Regions from separate parts of the Gossypium hirsutum genome. Here region 2 is linked to region 1. The links are chromatin contacts, called in public Hi-C maps. All regions are on one chromosome and are shown on one strand. The core of a region is the stretch at or near the end of the contact, and the rest is flanking DNA. Distances in the headings are between cores, read along the strand shown. Region 1 has its middle 120 kb from the start of LOC107933939. Region 2 holds the start of LOC107940643 (protein PSK SIMULATOR 3).

Region 1 (4,210 bases), core at 1,391-3,890:
TTCATGGTGTTGCCGCTCAGTTAACTGAAGAAGAAGCTGAGAGGCTAAAACAAGAAGATGGTGTAGTTGCTATACTTCCAGAGACCAAGTATGAATTACACACCACAAGGAGTCCTATGTTCCTTGGATTAGAACCAGAAGAAAGTACTAGCATCTGGTCTCAAAAACTTGCGGATCATGACGTCATAGTTGGGGTACTTGACACTGGAATTTGGCCGGAAAGTGCTAGCTTTAATGATACAGGGATGACACCCGTTCCTCCTCACTGGAAAGGAACATGTGAAACTGGACGAGGCTTTAAAAAGCATCACTGCAACAGGAAAATTGTGGGTGCAAGAGTGTTCTACCGGGGATATGAAGCTGCCACTGGGAAAATCAATGAGAAAAACGAATATAAATCACCTCGAGATCAAGATGGACATGGTACTCACACAGCAGCCACTGTTGCTGGCTCTCCGGTACGAGGTGCAAATCTTCTTGGTTATGCCTATGGAACAGCTAGAGGAATGGCTCCTGGTGCAAGAATTGCAGCCTACAAGGTTTGCTGGACTGGTGGATGCTTCAGCTCGGATATTCTGTCAGCGGTTGATAGAGCGGTGGGTGATGGAGTGAATGTGTTGTCGATATCTTTGGGTGGTGGAGCTTTATCTTACTCTCACGACAGTTTGGCGATAGCAACTTTTGGAGCAATGGAGATGGGTGTTTTTGTCTCTTGCTCAGCTGGCAATGGAGGACCAGATCCTGTCAGCCTCACTAATGTACCACCATGGATCACTACAGTCGGTGCTAGCACCATGGATAGAGATTTTCCAGGTAATGTTAAGCTAGGGAGTGGGAGAACCATACCTGGAGTTTCACTCTACAAAGGGCGAAGGTTACTGCAGGCAAACAAGCAATACCCTCTTGTTTATATGGGTAGTAACTCAAGCAGCCCTAATCCAAGTTCATTATGCTTAGAGGGAACTTTGGATCCACATGTTGTTTCTGGGAAAATTGTGATATGTGATCGAGGAATAAGTCCTAGAGTGCAAAAGGGTCAAGTAGTGAAAGATGCTGGAGGAGTAGGAATGATTTTGACAAACACTGCAGCAAATGGGGAGGAGCTTGTTGCAGATTGTCACCTACTTCCAGCAGTTGCAGTGGGAGAGATGGAAGGGAAAGCAATCAAACATTATGCCTTAACAAATGGGAAACCAACCGCAACTCTAGCCTTTTTAGGTACCAGATTGGGTGTTAGGCCATCACCAGTGGTGGCAGCATTTTCATCTAGAGGACCAAATTTCCTCACACTTGAAATTCTCAAACCTGATGTGGTTGCGCCAGGGGTGAACATCCTTGCAGCCTGGACTGGAGAATTGGGTCCGTCAAGTCTTCCAACAGATCATAGGAGAGTGAGATTCAACATATTATCAGGGACTTCAATGTCATGCCCTCATGTTAGTGGAATTGCTGCCTTGATCAAGGCCAGACACCCAGATTGGAGTGCCGCAGCAGTTAAATCTGCTCTAATGACAACCGCTTATGTTCATGATAACATCCATAATCCACTCCAAGACTCTTCCACTGCAGCAGCTTCCACTCCCTATGATCATGGAGCTGGTCATATCAACCTTTGAAAGCTCTAGACCCAGGTTTGATCTATGACATTTCAGCCCAGGATTACTTTGTATTCCTCTGCACACAGAAATTGACTGCAATGCAGCTAAAAGCTTTTAGCAAGCATTCCAATATGTCTTGCCATCACAACACCCTTGCCACTCCAGGAGATTTGAACTACCCAGCAATCTCAGTTGTCTTCCCAGAAGATACAGCCATTTCAACTTTGACTCTCCATAGAACAGTCACAAATGTTGGTCCTCCTGCTTCACATTACCATGTTGTAGTTTCACCATTTAAAGGCGTCACCATTAAAGTTGAGCCCAAAACTCTAAATTTCACTAGAAGAAACCAGAAACTGTCTTACAAGATCAGTTTCACAAGAAAATCCCCACAAACAATGCCTGAGTTTGGAGGGCTGGTGTGGAAGGACGGAGTGCACAAAGTAAGAAGCCCCATTGCTATCACATGGTTACCACCATTTTAAACTAGATTTTCAGTCACCTATGATTCCAAATAAACATTATGTTTTTATATAAGGTCAAGGGGATCTTTAATTTTATCTGCATTTCTTTCTGGTTTTTACAACAATTTTGTAGCCTTCACATGATATAAGAGCAATTAAAAACCAATTGCTGTATGTTATTAACCATTTCAGTCTCCTTCGTTAACAGAAAAAACCATTTCAACCATTTCGGAATACCAAGCCAGCGTAAATAAACAGAGAAAAGTATCTACTTTTATAGATGTGGTTAAGCATTTATATACTATGAGACAGTAAGTGTAATTGCTTTTCATCTGTTCGTAGCATCACAATGCACAACCAATGACTTAGCACTGAAGATTCGGTATCCATATGCATCAGTTATCAGTTGTCACTTTAATTTATATATAGAGAGAGAGTTCCACTTTTATAAAAACGAAAGTTCGATTTAAATAAACTTACTTGATCGGTTGTCACTTTAATTTCTCAAACCAAACAAGCAAACATTAATAAAACCCTAAGTTTAAACCGAATACATATTGGTAGCCCAATTCAATTAATTTAAACCCATACAAAACAAAAAGTCCAACCCATTGAACAAATCCAATTGTATCTATATGTATACCCAAGCACAAACAAAGCGGGCAATGGTATTCTATATTTCAGGGCGCATTCGTGGGTAATTGGTGGCATAGTTCACCCAAGTGATATTAGTGTGACTATTACATATATAACTAAAAAGTGATTTCTTTTTCCTTACAAGTGTATGTAATTGTGTTGTTCATTGATAAACGAAGATGAATACTTATGAAATGTTAATGAAATAGCTCAATAAGCACTTAAAAAGTGATTCTTTATATATATATATATATACCACAAATGCACAAACTATTATTTATTGCTCAAAGTGATTAAATATTAAAGTGCCCTAATAAATTTGGTGAAATAGTTAGGATAAAATTGCTAAGTCATAAAGATTAGTATGTGCATTAGTATTGAAGATTGACATTTAGTGTTAAGGCAAGGTTATATACCTTATGGCATAGCACATAAGTGCATTTTGGATCTTTTTTCAAGGTGTTTATGGTTTTGCCTTTAGAGCAATATATGTTAGGGTGTTCAGTTGGAATCTTGAGTATCCAAGTATATTTTGCTAAGATTTATTAAGGGTGAAATGTTTTAAAATTTGACTAATAAGAATTATTAATAAACATGTCTTGTTAAAATTGAAACAAAAGTGACATGGTAAGTGTTCATGAGTAATGATAATTGAACTTACAATTATAGTAAGTGTCGAAATGGACACGAATAAATTGATATGATTTAAAAATGAATAATTAAATAAGAGTGGACCTAAGTGTAAACATCAATTTCATTAATATTTTGAATTAGTGAAATAAGAATTTTAACATTAAAGAGCTATATTTCAAACAAGTGAAATGAACATAAGTTTTATATTGATAGGTTTTGAAATAAAGGAAGCCATGTAGGCTAGTGGAAAATGAGCATGGTACAAACAATGAGCTAAAAAATTGGTAACTTGTCAGTGGTTTAGTCAAAGCGAAGCTTTTAATTTGTAAAAAGACTTGACACAAACTGTAAGAATGATAAATTGGATGTCCTAGCGTAGTTACTAAACTCTTTGAGCTTAATGCATTATGCATTAGTGGTTTAAATGTGTGGGTAGAAAACCTTTCTAAGAAAGTAGAGATCGGGTCTTAGAAGAAACACATCATTGTTTGAGACTAGAAAGACATAGTTTCCTTTGTATTACTGTATTAGAAGGTTTTGTAATGGCATGTACATAGGCTGTGTTGGAAAAATCAATTTAGAAAGCAGTGTCAATAGGCACAGTGGAAGTTTAAAAAATTCTCTTTGAAATCGAGCCGTTGTGTTATTTATAAAAATAAGCTTAATAGAAAATTACTTGTACTTTGTACGAGATGGTCTAAAGTCTATCTCGACTTTCTATCAAATAACCTTCTCCATTATTCTCGAACCATGAATTACCACAAGCGTAGGCTCGAGTAATATGAACTCAATCAGAAAATCAAAACTTTTATTTAACTTTTAGTAAGAAAATTAATTCTTTTTACCTAAAAACTATGTGTTTTTCTCAGAAAATATAAT
Region 2 (4,454 bases), core at 1,605-4,104, 740 kb before region 1:
GTTTGAATTATTTTTTTGTATTGTACTAGACTTGTTGAATGATAATTTATTTTCTTTTGATTCATCATGTGTTATAATTTTATAAAGTGTTGATCTTTTGATGCATAATATTGAACTTAATTTTAATTTGCATTTTTTTCTTAAGGTAGTTATGTCAGGTTTTTCACAATCAAGTGTTTCTTCCCAAAATTCTTGAGGAACCAAAAGGAAATGGGTTCTAGAAGAAGATGCTGTGTTGGTTGCTTGTATGGTCGACCTGCACAATGTTGGAACCTTTAATGCAGATACGGGATTCAAAGCTGGTTATTTAAATGAGTTGGAAAAAATGTTAGAAAAAGTTTTACCCCATGCCATGTTGAAGGCTAAACCTAATCTTGAATCGAGGATTAGGACATTGAAAAGGTATTGGTCAATCGTTTATGACATGCTTAGTGAAAAAAACAATAACGGCTTTGGTTGGGATGAGCATAGGTAGCTTGTTGTTGTTGAAGATGCGGTGTGGAACTCATATATAAATGTAAGAATTATTTCAATTCTTTATTATCTTATTTTGACCAAACTTATATCTAATATGAATTCCTCATTTTTATAGAGTCATAAAGAAGCTGCTCAATTCAAACATCAGATTTTCCCTTATTATGACCAACTTACTGCCATCTACGCAAAAGATCGAGCCACTAGAAAAGATGCTCAAACGGTCGCTGATATTATTGAAGAAATAGATGTTGAGGATGTGGCTACTACAAATACTCATGAAGAAAGAAACGATTTCCATTGATGCGAAAATGATGTCTCTTTGGATGACATGGATCTTTCAGCTACACAACCGCAACTAGCTAAAAACCAAGGTGATTCCACATTTTCAAAGAAGATAAAAAGGATTTCTGATGCAAGTGATTATTCTACTTCATTTAATGATGCTGCCACTTTATTGGCGGAAAATATATAGACCGTTGGCCTTGAAATCTGTAAGTGTATTGCCTTTGAAGTGCTAATTCAACAAAAGTCAGAAATGACCATTCAAAAAAAGTGCGCTGAAATTATATCCAACATTACGTGAAGTAGAAGGTTTAACTGAGGATGAGCATTATCGAGCATTGAACAAAATTCCAGATCATCCAACACAAATGCTCGTTTTCTTTAGTTTACCTTCTACTGTGCGATTGGAATAGGTCAGAAGATTTCTTGCTGTCCATTAAAAATCATGGTTGTATTGATGATATTTTGGTAACTTTTTGTGTTTGTAATATTTGGATGGTATAATGACATGATAGGATGTCATTACAATGTTGCAACTTTTTGATGTTATAAAATTTTAAAACATATGGATTATGACATATAAACTAATGAAATCATGTAACTTTTTGTTAATATATGAATATTATGCTTGGATGTGAAATATAATTCTCAAGTTATTTATTACTTCAATATTTTATTTTAATTGTAGAATAATTAAATTATTTATTTCACTAATGATGTTTTAGCACATTAAATATGTATTGCAGTTTAAAAATAATAAAGTAGATTATATATATTTTTATAGTATTATATATTTTGATTTTTTTAATTCATATAATAATTATATTAAGAATGTTATTAATTTATATTTTTTATTAAATTATATTTAATAATAATTATGTTAAAATATGGTTAAATTATTTATTATTTTTATTAAATTATTTTCAATAATAATCTTATTAAAATTAATAATAATAACAATAATCATCTGCCTAAAAAAAATTCTGCTAAGGGTATTATGGTCATTTTAGTTTTTTTCTTTATGCTATTACAACATCATACCATTCAACCAAACACAAGAATACTATTACAGCTCTATTTCATTCCATTCAACTAAACAGTTGAATTACTGATTACAACTCTATTTTATTACAGTTCTATTCAATTACAGTTTTATTCTATTATAGTGAATCAAACGTATCCTGAATATCAATCAAAATATGAAGAGGATAAATATGGACTTTCGTCATTGTAGAAAAAAACAGACCAGAAAAGGAAGTAAAGTTTCTTTTACCAAACACAAGTGAAATGATCAGATATTGTCACTGTTATAAGAGTTTAGAGTGGTGGTCTAACTGAAAATTATAGTTGAACCCATTAATTCATTAATTTTCGGTTTAATGTGTTGTACCATCAATTTAATATTAATCAGATAAAAATAAATAAATTTATAAAAATAACAAAAATAGAAAAAAAATCATAATTAACTGAATTGATTAAATTGTTATTATCAATTTTATCGATTTACAATAATTCATATCAGTCCAACTCATTGAGTCATCAATTTTAATAACATCTAACTTTAGATCATTTTATTTGATTAAATGAATCAAAAAGAAAAAAGAAAACCACAAAATATTTTTTCCCCTTTTTATTACAAATATTGAAACCATTAAATATGCCCCACTCGCTTTTAAAGTCATTGTTTTTCAAATCCAAAAAAGACAAATAAGCAATCCGGTTACTCCATCGATCACGCGCTGCTCTGCATCTATTTGAAATGGAACTCTTCCCCAAGCTCTCTTTTATTTTTATTTATTTATAGGTATATCATATTAGTTACTCAATTATAGTTTTGTTTGTTTTGTGGTCATTTAATCATAAAAAATTATTTAACTATTTAATTTTATTTTTTTATCACTCAAATTATCTTTTATTTTTTAAAGTTTCATTTTTTTAACAATTGACTGGTGATTAAAGGAAAAAATAAATAATTAAAAGTTATTTTATAGCTTTTTATAATTGGGCAAAAAAAAAAATTGTAGTTTCCCTTTGTTTATTTAATTTTGAAAAATGGAACAATTTATAATGGAGTTGCTATTTCTATAATGGGCTCAATCAACATCCCACGAGCTTCAAATCTGCAAAAATTTTCAACTCCTCCCATTTCATTCACTATCTCTTTTATCTCTGCAAACTTCCACTCTTCAATTATTTCTCTTTGCATTCCATTTGTTTCAGTGGATCCATTCCTTTCTTCTTTGCCTCATGGCTCTTGAAACATGGCTCATAAAACTCAAAAAAACCATATCCAACACCCTTGATACTGCAAGATCTTCAAATCATAAAGCCAACGTTGGGGTTTTATCCTTTGAAATCGCTGGACATATGTCAAAGCTTCTACAGCTCTGGAATTGTCTTTCAGATACGACTATAATTCGTCTTCGTGATGAATCTTTATCTCTCGAAGGAGTCCACAAGATTGTTTCTAACGATGAGTCTTTCCTGTTAGGGTTGGCGTGTGCTGAAATGGCTGAAAATATAAGGGTAGTAGCAAAATCCATTTCCAGGATAAGCAAAAGGTGCCAAGACTCGGATCTTCAAGGTTTCGGTGGGTGGTTCGATGAGTTCGCTAACTCGGGTCATGATAGACATGGCTGGGTTCTGAGTTCTAAAGATATGGAAGCTAAAAGAAAGAAGATGGACAAGTACGTCACCATTACGGTAACTTTGTATAAAGAAATGGAGGAGTTATCTACAATTGAGAACTGCTTGAGAAAGTGTAAAGAATATAAACCATCTTCAATCAAAGAACAAAAGATTGTTGATCTGCAAACAAAGCTTTTTTGGCAAAGACAAGAAGTTAAGTATTTGAAAGAGAGATGTTTATGGAACAAAAGCTTTGACATGGTTGTTTCCATACTTGTGAGATCGATTTTCACTATTTTAGCAAGGTTGAAGCTTGTTTTTTTCGGGTTTGAGTTTGGGTATCCTTCTTGTTTACCACGAAGTCTCTCAGCTTCTGCAACTGTCCATCCAACTCAAAACCCCGACACTTTTCACTTTGTATCAGGTCCATTGAAGACTTCTTCGAAGCCGGTAAGTTTTTTCGAGTCGAACTCGAAGCTTTTAAAGCCTCCATCAAGTACGTTAGGGGCGGCGGCTTTAGCTCTACACTATGCGAATTTGATTATCATTATGGAGAAGATGATCAAGTCACCACAATTAGTAGGCATTGATGCAAGAGACGATCTTTATTCCATGCTTCCTAGCAGTATTAGTTCGTGTTTAAGGGGTAGATTAAAAGGAAGAGGGTTGTCATCAGCGAGTGATCCAGTCCTTGCTGGAGAATGGAGAACAGCTGTGAGAAGCATATTGGGTTGGTTATCGCCATTGGCACACAACACGATCAAATGGCAAAGTGAAAGGAGCTTTGAGCACCAGAATTTGTTGCCCAAAACAAATGTTATTCTTCTTTTCCAAACTCTTTTCTTTGCGAATAAAGAAAAGACCGAAGCAGCTATCACCGAGCTGCTTGTGGGGTTGAATTATATTTGGAGATTCGAAAGGGAAATGACTGCAAAAGCCTTTTTCCACTGCACGAACTTTAATGACATTTAATTTTGTTTTCTGCAACTTCTATACTACCATCATGTTTTTTTGTTTAGATTGAACTGAGTTTCAGATCTTTCAAGGTTTTGTCTTCAATTCTAATC

Evidence for each region. A called contact is a pair of places that touch in the nucleus more often than the background predicts.
Region 2: a contact with region 1 is called in a Hi-C map of leaf, with 2.6 times the contacts expected there. The contact joins the promoter of LOC107940643 here to the enhancer-like site in region 1. A contact is called at or near these places in 2 of 34 Hi-C or Micro-C datasets (both in leaf).

The regions. Positions count from the first base shown.
Region 1 is chrA09:37,571,436-37,575,645 of Gossypium_hirsutum_v2.1, reverse strand. It overlaps the pseudogene LOC107933942. Among protein-coding and RNA genes, the nearest start is that of LOC107933939, 120 kb to the right of the region's middle. Within about 2 kb of position 2,640, at least 2 of the 9 cell types and tissues checked have an H3K27ac peak or open chromatin away from gene starts, as enhancers often do. A contact at or near this core is called in leaf, where this site is marked.
Region 2 is chrA09:38,316,091-38,320,544 of Gossypium_hirsutum_v2.1, reverse strand. LOC107940643 (protein PSK SIMULATOR 3) reads left to right here and starts at 2,854. Exons shown (of 1, transcript XM_016874077.2): 1 at 2,854-4,405. The coding sequence starts at 3,007. The coding sequence ends at 4,359.